Regions from separate parts of the Sus scrofa genome. Here region 1 is linked to region 2. A link is a contact called in public HiChIP or PLAC-seq data. All regions are on one chromosome and are shown on one strand. Each heading gives the region's core, a stretch centred on a gene start, on an enhancer-like site or on the middle of the called end of the contact. The rest is flanking DNA. Distances are from core to core; before and after follow the strand shown.

The links. HiChIP or PLAC-seq counts read pairs in DNA pulled down with a chosen protein or histone mark.
Region 1: an H3K27ac HiChIP or PLAC-seq map of skeletal muscle shows a contact between it and region 2. The contact joins two enhancer-like sites. A contact is called at or near these places in 1 of 5 promoter capture datasets (liver), 9 of 47 Hi-C or Micro-C datasets (embryonic fibroblasts, fetal skeletal muscle, heart right ventricle and 3 more) and 1 of 2 datasets of contacts at active chromatin or transcription factors (skeletal muscle).

The regions. Positions count from the first base shown.
Region 1 is chr1:143,516,711-143,523,383 of Sscrofa11.1, reverse strand. All of the region lies in intron 1 of KLF13 (Kruppel like factor 13), which reads left to right. Among named protein-coding and RNA genes, the nearest start is that of KLF13, 20 kb to the left of the region's middle. Within about 2 kb of position 3,868, at least 55 of the 83 cell types and tissues checked have an H3K27ac peak or open chromatin away from gene starts, as enhancers often do. A contact at or near this core is called in liver, skeletal muscle and subcutaneous adipose tissue, where this site is marked.
Region 2 is chr1:143,413,246-143,420,206 of Sscrofa11.1, reverse strand. It overlaps OTUD7A (OTU domain-containing protein 7A), which reads right to left. Exons shown (of 15, transcript XM_021098720.1): 13 at 4,750-4,864; 14 at 4,506-4,590; 15 at 1-3,419. The coding sequence ends at 1,971. Among named protein-coding and RNA genes, the nearest start is that of KLF13, 120 kb to the left of the region's middle. Within about 2 kb of position 4,471, at least 41 of the 83 cell types and tissues checked have an H3K27ac peak or open chromatin away from gene starts, as enhancers often do. A contact at or near this core is called in liver, skeletal muscle and subcutaneous adipose tissue, where this site is marked.

The DNA.
Region 1 (6,673 bases), core at 2,619-5,118, 100 kb before region 2:
CCTCCTAGACAGCTTGACCAGGAGGGAAGTTGCATCTGCAGCAGCCTGTCTCGTGCCTGAGCGTTTGCATCCCAGCCTTCATGACCCCCATGAGTTGGCCTCAGCTCTAGTGGCTTCTTCCTGCTCTTCAGGGCACCCCTCTGTTTCTAAAGGTGAGACTTAAGCTCTAGGTTTCCCTGCTGATGGAGGAAAGTGGAAAACATACAGGACTTGGTGGGATGTCAGGCTGCCCATGGGAGGGTCAAGTCGAGAAGAGGATACAGCTAGCAGCCCTGCTACCCTCTCTGACAGACTTGATTTTGTGCTGAAGTGATAGCAGTACCCAAGGGCCTAGCTGTGCCAGCCCAGCCTTAGAGCTCTCTGGGAAGAGAAGAGCCATGCATGGCACATGCACACACACACACACACACACACACACACAGGCACACAGATTTTTGTTGAAAATGATACGTTGACTGCAAACAATGTTGAAAAATTTAGTAAAGCTCAAAAAAGAGATGAAGTGGCACGCAGTTTTACCTCTCAGAGCAGTTGTTTGGCCCTGTCCTCACTTTTGGTGAACCTTTAGTTCACCTGCATTCAGCTCCAGGAAGCCCTCTTGGCACCTGGCCTTGCCGGCGTAGCCACGGACATGCAGTTCTCCCACAGGGGCACTGGTCAGACTACACGCCAGGCCTTCATGCCTTGTGCTCTGCTTTGGAGCCTTGGTGGCTGCCGTTGGGTTTAGCACCTTCCAGGACTGTCTGTGGAGAGCTGTGTCCTCTGCAGGCCTACTCCCCAACTCAAAGGGGCTTTTGAGGGTTGAAGTCAATGATTTAACTCTACCTGCAGCCATCCTGGGACGCAGACATGCCATTGCCCCATGCCCTCCAGTGCCCCGCTGGGTGCAGTCCTGATTCAGGCGTGTGTTCCCAGAGTCTGCCCGGCCCACGTGGGAAGCATATGCCCCCGGGGGCTACAGTGAGAGTAGCAGCCCTCTGGTCAGTTGAGTGGCTGTCATCCAGGGGGCCAGGCATTGAGGGCTTTCTTGCCTTGTGCTGTGCCCCATCCTGGACCTCAGGCTCCAGGCCCTGGCTGGTGTGAGCTCTGCCAGCCTCTGTTCTGCCACCTCTCCTCTGATGCTTGCACAGGCCTCTTTCTGCATGAGCATGTGGCGCTGCCTAGTGGATAGCTGAGGAGGAAATGGGTGCCCAGCACCCCTCCCTCCCCCGCCCCAGAAGGGTGGGTGTGGTCCAGGCCAGGGCTCCACCAGGAGGACAGGGGTCAGGAGCAGGGAGCTTCTCTCCTGAGCCGGGAGGACACCCCTCCTGCAACTGTGGGGTTGGGTGTGAATTAACAAAAGCAGACAAGGCCTGGCATCCCTGAAACTCCCTAAAGCTGGACAGCAGAACCAGTGGTCGGCCACGTGTCCTTGGCTGAACCAGAAGTGCTCAGAGAAGCCGCCAAGTCCTGGGAGAAGCTCTTGCGGAACTTGTGGCTGGGTGACGTGGCTCTTCTCCACCAAGCAAGGCCTTTCAGAGGTTTCCCCAGAGCTCCCGGAGCCTGGAGAGGGGTCTGGCCTGAGGACTTTATTTTGAAGCCAGTATGCAAGTTACAGGCCTGGAAGGGGAAAGGTCTGCCCAGGTCATGGTTTGGGGAGTGGGCACAGGGATTGAGGGGTCCTGGTATGGGAGAGGATTATCCCAGGGGTCATACAGGCCCACTGTTCAGAACCTAAGCCTCAACAGCATGGAGACATCTGTGAGCTTCATCTCACTACAGATATCGGGGGATGAATGTGAGCTTCCATGCAGGGCGTGCCACTTGGGTTCTGTCTTCATAAATGTTTAAACTTTGGGGTGTAAGGAGCTATGTCCCCAGGGTGTGATGTAAAAGAAGTGAGACCCAGGGCTGATGCTTTGCACCTTTCTTAGCCACTTGTCTTTAGAGAAAGTGGTTGAGCATGCAAGGAAGCCTCTAAGCTGACTTCAAAGGGTCTGCAGGGTGGCTTTGGTATGGGTACAGCCCTCTAGGAGGGCCGTGGGGTGGCTGGGGCCAGCGAAGGAGGCGAGGCCCATCAGGCTCTGAGATGACCTACAGCAGGCATCTCAGGGTGCTTGTGGGGCTGCAGCAGTTTTGAATATGTGAGGAGCCTAGCTTTGAGTGGCCTTTCTATAGGAACATGATCATGATGCTGCGAGTAGAAGCACCAGTGGGGAACATTGGTAGACGTCCAAGAGGTAGATGTGCCTCTTCAGATGACCTGAATCTGCCATCCCTGGACCCCATGGTTGCTCCTAAGTTGGGTCCAGTCAACGGTTGGAAAATGTGTGCCCCGCCCATATTCTGACTAGCTTTTGTTGCTCTGGGACCAGTTAGATATGAGTGTGTGTTCCTGTTTCTCATGAGAAGTTGCTTTACTGGAAGACTGTGATTTGAATCTGTTGCATTTGTTAGTTCTTTTTTTCTGGCCACACCCACTGCATGTAGAAGCTGCCAGGCCAGGGATCAAACCCGAACCACAGCAGTGATAATGCCGATCCTTAACCTCTAGGTCACCAGGGAACTCCTGTTGCATTTGTTTTTATTTCTGATTGTAAAAGTTGAGGAGTTCCCACTGTGGCACAGCGGGATCGGCAGCATCTCTGTATCACCAGGATGTAGGTTCATTCTACAGCCCCATGCAGTGAGATAAAGGATCTAACAAGGAGGAAAAGCCAAGGGCAGCCGTTTGCAGTTCTTCACTTTAATCCCACCCTCACAAGTCACTACTGTTAACACGTTTGCCTGTGTGTATTTTTTTATTTTTTGGCCTCACCCGAAGCATGCAGAAGTTCCCAGGCCAGGGATCGAACTTGTGCCATAGCAGTGACAACACTGTATCCTTAACCTGCTGAGCCACCAAGGAACTCCTGCCTCTGTGAATTTTAATGTAAAACTTGGGAGTGTTCTGCACAAGTCATTTTATTTCTGCTCTCTCACACTGTCACATTCTGTATTGCAAGGGAATGTGTATTTAGGGGCAGATTGCCTTCTAGAAAGAATGAGTCTGATACCTACCAGCAGTGCAGGAGAGCATCTGGCCCAGCACCCTGATAGAAAGGGTGCTCTCCAGATGACCACAGGCTCTGCGGTGAGCAGGATTGGCTGGTTGGAAGAGTTCACCTCACCAAAGCCCCAGACCCCCTCTTTGCCCCAAGATCCTCAGACTGCCCTATTGTGCACCCCACCTCTGGACCCTCAGGGCTAGAAGGCATGTGGTCTGGCCTCAGATGCCAAGATCTCCTGGGCCTAGGAAGGTAGCCCTGGAAACTTGTCTGTTTTGGGGGTTCAGACCATGCCTGGGCGGGGCTTTCCATCTCTTCTTAGTGCTGGTGTCAGCAGGGGCCCTCCGCCTGGGCACCACCATTCCGCCTTTCAAGGTCCCCTGATTCCCTGCTCTGAGTGCATAGGCCTGGTGGCCAGCATGGCATCTGACTGGGCCTTGGTCAGAGCTTCTGGAAATGTTAGTACTTCTGAGGCCCATACCGGTTGAATGTGGGTCGGGCACACGTCCTGTGGCAGCTTTCATGACTGAGATGAGGGCATACATGATGGTGGCTCCAGATTCTGGCCCTCCAGATCCTGGCTGTCCCCTGGACCGGCTCCGGCAATTGCTTTGTCTCGGGGACGGGAGCGCCACCCTCTGGCCTTGGCCTCTCCGTGGCCTCTGTGTTCCAGGCCCCTGGGTGCTTTAGTAAAGTGAGGGAGGGCCTTGTTTCCAGTGGCTCCCCAGGACCACTGGGCGCCACCTCTAGGGCAGCCGTTTGCAGTTCTTCAGGGAGGGCAGCTCTGGGCCACCCTCCCCTTGTCAGTCTGCAGGCGGCCCCCTGGGGGCAGTCAGGTCAAGGCGTCTGCCTCCCACCACGCCTAGCTGTGGTCAGGGCCTCTGCCTGGTTGAACTGTGTAACCCAGCCCACCCAGATTTCCTGGGCTGTCTCCAGGCAGTTTTACTGACTCCAGTGAAAAGGCAAATGGAACCTAAGCAGGGGCCCGTAGCCTTGGTTACAAGGGGGGTTTTACAGTCACTTTGCCCGTGCTCACTGGAAAAGTCAGAGCCAGGCTAGTGCCCAGGGAACCCGTGGCCGCAAAGGGTGCTCTTCTGGCTGTAGAAGAGAAGGCCCGCCCAGAGGAAGCAGCAGGAAGTACCCGTGGGAGGGAGGAGGGGAGCCCTGGGAGGGGCTGGGCTGGGCTGGGCAGAGTCCCTGCCATCTGGCCCGCCCACCCCCGGCTGGCCTGGCTAGCCAGTGTCTGGCCTGGTCCCGGCAGGGGTTGGGCTGCTTCCAGATTTGTTTTCATTTTCAATTCCCTTTATTGCTCAAACCACCCCAGGGCCACAGAAAACAAACGGTTATCCTCAGCTGACCTCAGATTCCTGGCCTCAATTGTTTGCCGTTTGCTAATTTTAGCTTCCCATCATTTCCACCCTTATCCTCCCCCAAAGGGAGACACACACCAAGAATAGCACCGGGAAGGGGGGGCCCGAGGTGTCTGCGGCCAGAGTTCCCACAGCAGCGATCTGGCAGGGAGCAGAGGCGGCCTGGGGCCTACAATGGGGACCCCAGGCCCTCTTGAGGAGGACCCTGCACCCCCACGGCCTGAATGTGCAGGACAGAAGAAGGACTCTTCTGAGTCTATTTCTCCTTTTAAACAGAAACCAGGCTGCTTCTGGGACCCACCCCTCCCACAGCCCTGCGTCACCCAGAGACCCCTGGAGGCAGGAACTTCCCTAGAGCTCCCAGCCTCCAGAGCCAAGGGGACTTGCAGACTGGGGTCAGACGTGACACTTGGCGTGGCCAGGCCCAGTCTCCGCCCAGCACCTTGGGGACATGCTGTGATGGTCTGTCCAGGGCCCAGGAGGGTGGACCTCAGGGACCAGAGGAGGGATGAAGTCCAGTGAACAAAGTGGCCTCCAGGCCAGGCCTACTGGAGAAGAGAGAGAAGTTTCGGGGAGCAGGGCCTGCTTTAGCCCCGCTGCCCTTGGTTGTTTGCAGGGGAGGCCAGACGTATCATTTCATCCATTGGTATATCAGGGCCGCACATTCAGAAATCAGAGCCCAGCGTGTCTCATGCTAGAGTAACACTGAGTAACATGTAATAAGGAAAACCAAAGCCTGAAGCCCCTAGACGATGACGTAGTTGGGAAATGGGCTGGGTCCCGCTTCCTGCCCCTTCTCTTCCAGTCCAAACCACATTGCAGGGAGAAGGCAGCATCCAGGACACAGCCACTCTGTCAGCGCTGAGCCTCTCTGGACATGAATTTTTATGGAATCAGAAGCACCACCAACAAAAACAATGGAAAGTACTCTCAGGATGATATGGGCGGGCAGGGAGGAGCAAACACGTGCTGTGTCCTCTCACCTCGGCCTCGGCTGGTCTGTACCCTCCATGGCTTCTGAAGAGGGTGATGCCCTTAGTCTGAATCAGCAAAGTGATTCTCTAAGAAAAGCCTAGGCTGCTGAGAATGTTAGAGCTGTCCTGCTCTGTAGATTATTTTAAACGTGAATCGGAGCAGTGCGGGTGGCAGTGCCCATTGCCCAAGGCCCACACAGTTGTTATGATGAACGGGCACCAGGTTATGTTTCTGTCCCGGAGGTAGCAGTGCTAGTGTCTTCAGTGGCCTCTTTGGTGGCAGCTGCCTAGCGCACGCTCAAAAGTCTCTCTGCAGGTCACAGTTTGGGGCATTGTCTGCTGACTTCCTGGGATGGTGGTGAAGTACACCCTGGCACCCCCATCCTGCACTGCAGCCCAAGATAAGACATTTTGGATTAGGTCAGCATCATATTCAGAGCCAGTTAGGAGTAAGTAAACGCAGGTTGCAGGTGACCCAGGTTTCATATGCTCCTTTTCCTTCAAATTAATAGTTGTCCTTTTTGCTTGGTTTTCTCAGTGCCATTGTCACTGCCTTGTCCCTTCACCCCTGGTCATATGGCTCTGCCTCCTCTCCAGACATCTCAGGGCCCTGGACTGATTGTCACTGCTGTCCCAGGACCCTTCCCTAGTGTTCAGGCTCTGTTTTCCTGAACCACACCTCTGCTTTTGTGTAGAGCCTAAAAGAGGCGCAGGAGCCTGGAGCATGTGGCTCCTGGCCTTGCACTTGATTTGTGTTAGGCCAGGTGTCTGGTCCCTGGCCTCTGGGTTTGCCCACAGGGCTTGGCCGCACCATCCTGGGCCCCTGCTAGGGATGCTGAGAAGGCTGAGGTGTCACCATGACTCTTTTGACTCTTGATATTAAGTACCTTTGTGCTCTGTTCTTCGAGGGCCTTCCAGTGAGTGTGGGACTCTAGCAAGGCTGTGAGTTGGTTGGGGCAGAGATGCCTGGCCTAGGCTCTGTCCTGAGCATGGCCATCTTGGATGACCGCCCACCTGTGTCCTCGGGGCTCCATTAACCTGGACTCGGAATTGTTAGGCTGCCCCTTCCCTTTTCCTACCTTTGTCTTCCTGTCATCCATTTATTGTTCTTTTGCTTTTGTTCTGTGGGACTTGCTCAATGTTTTCTTGCAACCCTGGGGTGGGGATTTTAATCTCTGCCACATCACTGTGCTGTGTCCTTGCTTTCAGACTCATGTGTCTGGGTCTCCTTATTTTTTCTTTCTTTCTTTCTTTCTTTTTTGGCTTCATAGGACCGCACCCGTGGCATATGGAAGTTCCCAGA
Region 2 (6,961 bases), core at 3,222-5,721:
GTGACCTCACAGCTTTGGATGGCAAAGCAATTGCTCAGCATGATGTGAAGAATCAGTCCAAAAAGCTGCCACAAACCCTCTTGATGAGAGATTAAAAAAAAAACACACCTTTTTTTTTTAAACAAAAGAAATCCCAGTAATATGAGGGATATGGATGTTAGTAATTACCACACATTGAAAGTATTGTTTAGCGTGAAAAGTAAAACTTTCAAAAAATTTCCTTGATTCTATTTAATAAATAATTTGAAGGAACCACTTATGCAAAACTTGATTACTGAAAACGCCACATGCTGTGGATAATTAAAAACAAAAAGGAATTACTCACAGGAGATACTCAAATTAGTTTATTATAATTCTTCAAACAAGTAAAAAAACTCCTCCCCGTTTTTTTTTTGTTTTGTTTTGTTTTTTGTTTTTGCTGCTCTTTATGTAGGGGAAAAGCATCCTTTCTGGAGAAGGAGAAGCTGGCTCCAATGAAGAGATGGTCTACTGCCTGTTTTCCAAAGGTACACCCACAGCAAGGCTGGGTGCTTTCTCCTCTCTTGGGATTATTAGAGGCTATTCTAAGGCTCTCACAGGTTTTAAAAGATTCTTTTGCTAATGAGGATTTTACCCATCTTATCTGTATTTCTTTGAAAAAAGATCTTTCCTTAGTGAGGCAGATTTCACTCCTCAGAGTCCTTGACCAAGAACGATATTCTCCAGAGGTAATCTTGGAAGGAAGAGGCTGCGTATTGCTGCTCAAAACAGGGTAGGTAAGGACACATTTTTTTTTTTCCTCAAGAAATGTAAAGAGGCACCAAAATAGGGACCGCTCAGGGGTGGGGCTGCCCCTAATGTATTATGGAGCCACAGTCTGAGTTACCTCCACCTTGCTGAGGGGACCCCGATGGGAGCGGTGCCCCTTCACTGGCTAATCCCACACAGATTCGAGTGGAGACAGGGGGTGGGCTTCCTTCCCCGCTGCTCTCAGCCCCTTCCCTCTGGAGAGAGGCGCAGGCCGGGTTTCAGAGCGGCCTAGCGGGGGCTTACACAGTGACCATAGGGTCAACTCCTCGCCTCTCTCCTGGCCCACCGATGGTTGCTTCCTAGGGGCTCTCCAGCGACAGTTCACTGTGGAAGTGTCTTCAAAGGAGAAAAGTGAGCAGACTGTCATCTTTGCTCATATAAGGGCAACTCCAAATAGTGAGTTCAGAACCTTGCTTTGGGGACCCAAGGTGTCTTTGGAAAGCTCCTGTCACCTGAGCTGCCCGGCACCGGGATATATAGCTACACCTCACAGCGTCTTGCGAGGTAGGTTGTCCGGTGCCATCCTACGGACGCCCGCGGCTTTGATGGCAGTGTGAATGTCGCTCGGGCCGGGGGCTGTGGGAGAAGGTTTTGCTTATGAGATGGAGCCGCGTATTCCCAAAGGGCCACAGGGGCCACCAGGGCGTCAGCGGGCATGAGCCCACAGGCGGAGCCGCCAGCGCGGTCCCTGGGCCTCGCGCTCGCTTCTAAACCCTGGGTGGCACCGATCGCACGCAGGTGACCGCTACATGGAAGAGGTCAGTCGCTGGGTTAGGAAAAAAACAAAAACCAAAAAAACAAAAAAACCCAAAAAAAGCCAAAAAAAAAAAGCCAAAAAAAAAAAAAAAGGCATGTAAAACACTCCCTTCTAAAAACAAAGGGCTGCAAATTTCTTTATTTCTCTTATTGAGGAACAAAAATACTCTTGCAATGGCTATTGAGTTTCCACAGGTACGAGGCAGATGCTAGCTAGCACACCCACTTCCAACAGTATGACTTGTTTCCTATCCGTCTACTACCTGAGTGGCGTCAGTGTAGGTTCAGGCACCATTAGGAACGTTTGACCAAACACGTACACAGCACGGACAGAGGATCTCCGGCCTTCCGGTGGACCAGGGCTCGGAAAGAGACACCGACAGCGTGGAGAAGCCATCCTGGGCGGCGGGGCCGCGGGCGCGCGCTCAGGGCCGGGCCGCGCGCGCCTCGCGCCGCCGCCGCAGCTCCTCGCGGTAGCAGCACGAACAGAAGTGTTCGGTCTCGGCGCGACCATAGAACGCGCAGTTCTCGCGCTGGCAGCGTCGCTGCGCTGGCCCCGCGCCCGGGCCGCCGCGGCCGCACTCACCGTTCGAGCGCGCGGCCGGTGCGTCGGCGTCGGCGTCGGCGAACTCCAGGCCTTCGCGCGCCGCGCCGAAGCCGTTGGTGTAGGTCTGCGACTTGTGCTCGGTCGCGCTCACCGCCCCCGCCGCGCCGGGCAGGGCCCCTGGGACGGCGCGCGCCAGCGACTCTACCGTGTTGACGGTGCGTAGGGCGGCGGCGCGCGCCGGGCTGTAGCTCTGCGACGACAGCGAGCGGTTCTGCTGCGGGTATGTGGCGCAAGGCCGCAGCGCGCCCACGGCTGGGGCGCATGCCTCGTCCCGCGCGCCCGCCGTCTGCACATGGATAACACTCTGGCGCGCAGGCGGCGCAGGCGGACTGCGGCCGGGAACCGGTCCGCTGGCGCCCACGCGCCGCGCGCCCCCGCCTCCGGGGCCCGGAGAGGCCGCGCCGCCTGCTGCTGCCCGCGCCGCCCGCGTGCCTGCCGCCGGCCCGGGGCTCGGGCGCTCCTTGAGCTTGAGCACCAACTGCGTGGGCGGCCCGGCCGGCGGGCCGGGTGATGCGCGCTCGGGGCCCGGCGTGCCTTCCGCCTCCGGCCTGCGCGGCGGTCGCTTGGCCGCGGAGGCGGCTGCGGCGGCGGCGTCGCGGCGCCGCTGCTCCTGCTCGGCGCTGAAGCGCTCCTGCGCGCTGGTCAGGTAGTAGCCGATCATCTCTTCGTGGAACTGGTGCCGGTGGCTGGTGAGCAGCAGGCCGGCGAAGATGAACTTGCGCTCGCCCTGCATGGCGGCGCGTAGGATGTTGAGGCTCAGCTTCACGTCCGTGCTGTACTTCCAGGCGTCACCGCGGGGTCCACTTCCCTTGTCAGCCGGCGACGCTCCGGCCGCCCTGTCCGTGGGCGACGGCGTGGTCTTCTCCGAGGGAGACGTGCTAGCCGAGGCGCCGGACTCCTCCTTGCTGCCCTTGCGCGACTTGGCCTTCTTCTCCTTGCCGCGCTCAGGCGCGTCTCCGTGCTTGCCATTGGCGGAGTTGGCGCGGCTCATCTTGCCGTGCACCAGGCCGCCCAGGCCGCCCATGTTTTTCTTCAGCTTGATACCCAGCGTCTTGCTGAAGCTGCCTAGCTTATTGGCCACAGAATCCGCTCGTGTCTTGTCCTTGTCCTTGCGCTGTTTCTCCTTCTCCTTGTCCTTGCCGTTCTTGCCGTTGTTGCTGTTGGAGTTGCTGCACACCGAGTCGCGGTCTGAATCGAGTGAATCGGCCAAGGACTGCACGTCCTCCCCCGCCGAGGCGGTCGGGGACTCCGGCTGTGCTAGAGGGGCCTGTGGAGGGGGCGGGCAGGTAAGGGATGAGGTTAGAAATCAGCAGTCCCCAAGCGGACTGATGGAGGCAGATCCCTCCCTCCCCGCTGTGTTGCCTCCAGCCCCACTGTCCCTGTCCCAACCGAGTCTCCTGATTCTAGATCTCGAGTTGCTGCCTTCACAGCCCTCATAAGGGCTAAACAAGGACGTCCAGAGTAATTGACAGGCAGGTCAATGTGGAGATGAGGCAGGACTCCGAAGCCAGACTGCCACCAGCTGTCACTTGTGCCATTAGTAAGAGGGGTATCGGTACCTGCCTCAGGGAGCCCAGTGAAGATTAAATACAGGTAAAGGCTGAAGTATGAAAGCACTCTGAGTGGTGCCGGCTTGTCCTGGGTACTGATTGTGCCGGGCACTGCCCTATTTGCTCTTCTCCTGTCACTTATAAAATATTAATTATAAGCTCCACTTTATGGCTACATAAACTAATGTCTAGGGAGAATAAATTCACTTATAAGCTTTTCTTTTAAACATCTCTTTTGGGGAGACCATCACTGAGACCACAAAAATATCAGATACTTAAAGCGAATCCGTCTTAGTATCTGGAGGCGAGGACAGCATGGGTTCTCCCTGGGGGAGGGGGCCAAGTGGGGCAGGCAGCCCCCCTTGTCACCGCCTTTTCGGAGGGGAGGGAAAGTGAGGGGAAGGGGGGGGTGCCAAGGAATCGCGCCCTCGGTTCTCTGCCTTTTCCGAGGACCCACACACTTTTATAATTAATTCCGCTCCGTGGCAGCACATCGTGTTCCGAGCTGGGCAGAGTTTTGTGTTGCGACTTGCCTACGGTTTGTTTTCTGAGTGGGCGTGTTTATTCCGCTCCTTCTGTCGAAGATAAGGGGACCTCAAAAAAATAAAACACACACACAGACACACAACCTAGCCTGAGCGCTGCTATGGCCAGACACGCAGGCGCACGCGCAGACAGGCGCGCGTTCCAGTCGGAACCTGGGCGGTCAGCGTTGGGGAGGATGCACCCCCGCCTTCCTGCCGGAGCAGAATGAGCAGCCGCCGCCCCGCCTGCCGCTTCTTCCCGTCGCACGCCTAGCTTACCCGGGTCTCCGAGGGGATCCGGATCCACGTCACATTCATGTAGCTATGCAGAAGGTTTAGCTTGGCTTCCAGCGACAGGATCAGGCTAGAGAGAGGAACACCAAATGAGACGCGTCCCGGCTCGCCCCGCCCGCCGACCGTCTCCAGAGGAGCCGGGGCGCTGCGCCCAGCCCCTCCCCGGGGAGCCCAGCGACAGCCCGCTCCGTAGGGCGTGGGGGAGGGGGACACAGGGGTAGGGTCTTACTGTGCCAGCCTGGCGTTATCGTTGTCGTCTTTCCCCCATTCCCAGTCCTTGCCGGGGTCCACAGCAAAGTGCAGAGGCAGCAGCTTGTGCTCCGAATCCGTCAGGGGGATTACGGCTGAACGCAAAAGAGGGAGGCCAGTGCCAGGTGGTCCACCGGCCAGGACGGAGGTCAGTGCTCCCGCAGCCCCGAGAAAGGGCAGGAAATGGGCCCCAAGACCAGGAGGCTCCGTGATTAAGGAAACGGAATGGAGGTGTACAGGGGACATCTGGGCCAGCGGGAGCTTTAGGGCCACATATTTTATTTTTATTCTTTTGTCTTTTTAGGGCCGCAGCATATGGAGGTTCCCAGGCTAGGGCTCAAAACGGAGCTGCAGCTCGCTGGCCTACACCAGAGCTCACCTTAATGCCAGATCCTTAACCCAGGGAACAAGGCCAAGGATAGAACCCACGTCCTCACAGATACTAGTCGGGTTCATTAACCACTGAGCCAGGAACTCCAAGGTGGTAATATTTTAAAACTGCTACTAATAGTTTTTAAAATGTCCTACTTTTTGTGGATTCTGAAAAGCAGTTGGACACACTACCTGTCCTCAACTTGGGTCTGTCAGACCGGAAATACCCACCTCTGGCGGCAGACAAAGAAACGGTATTATTGCTTCTGCTGCTTCTAGTTCACCTGGGGTGGGGGTGCGGCTTTAGGGCGAGGCCCTCCCATCTCCTCCCAGAGAGTGAGGGCTGCCTACCCCCCTGCTCATTTGTGAGTTCATTCAGCAAGTCTGTGACAGTGTGGGACCCCCACATCCCATACCCCTTTGTCATAGGGAGCTCACCTCCTGTATTGGGGGTGGGAGGCGGGGACAGAGTACACAGGTGACATACACTTCCTGCTGTCAGGTGGTGATAAGGTAAACAGCAGGCTGAGGAAGCTCAGGCAAAGAGGCCAGCCAATGAGCCTTCTGAGGAGGGAAGAGATAGAGAAGGCAAGGATGGGCCCCTCGCTGCACCAAGGGACAGAGTCATCAAAACCACTCCTGACTGCAACCCACCCCTGCCCCTGGGGATCCTGGCCACCTCTGAAAGGCTGGGGCAGAGGTTGGTGTTTACAGGTTTGTCTAGGATCCACTGGGGGCTTCTGGAGTTGCAGTGGGCCAGCTGAGATCAGTTCCCTAGTGATGGGGTTGACTCGCAGTTGGGAGGTAGGGAGAAATATGGCAGCCCCATTTCCGCCCTCTGAGCAGCAGTCTTTTCGTGGGGGCTGTAGGCCCCTCCTGAGGTTCAAGTCCCAGCTGAGCAGCATAGCCCAGGGCTTGGTTGGGTCAGCTGCTTTGTTTGCTGGAGCTGCCTTGTTTCCTGTTTCCAGTGGCTGGTGGAGAGAGAAGTGGGTGCTGTCCTGAGCGCTGCCCTGAGTGGCCCGCCCTCCCAAATGCTGGTGATGGTAGAAGTGGGTGCAGGGCAGGGACCCAGTGCACCTCCAGGTGTGACAAGCAGACACTGTTGGGACCTCCACCGGGGGCTCTTGCCTCTGCTGTTGTCCCACCAGCTTGAGAAGAAGGTGGGGCTGGGCCACTTTATAGATTGGGAAATGGGCTAGGAGCTGACAGTGGGGCAGGGGCCTCCCTCTTTCAGGCTCATCCTTGCCCGTCTCCAGCCCTGGAGCGCCTCTCTCCTGCTCCTGTGCTGGTGGCCAGAAGTTGCCTAGCCCTGAAGGAGTAAACAGGGTTTCCCACAGGCTGATTTCCTTGGTGCCCAGAGCCCTACCATTGGGGACAGAGAGCCCCCAGTCACCACTCTAGGATGCAGGGGGCCTTGCTCCCACCCAAGTTTTCCCGGACCTCCTCCTCCTTACTCCTCTACCCTCGCCATCCCCAGGTGCTAGCCATGGTGTCATTCCCCCATGATTCATGGCATGTATGCCATGACAAAAACAGAAAGACAAATCAATAAAGAATACACACATACAATTTAAGACTGAATAACATCAATAGTTGATTTTCTGATAAGAAAACTGGAAACACTGACTCAATGCCGCCCTCCAGTGTTGCTAAAGAGATACAAATAATCCCCTCCCCGCCCCGCCCCCCCACCCCATATAAGGGAAAGGTAGCTTTGCTCTGGATTTTCCTTTTAATCTGGATGGGGACTGGGCAGCACTGTGCTCTGGCTTGGGAGGTCAGGGGCGGCTTACATGGCATGGCCATGACACAGGCCGCCC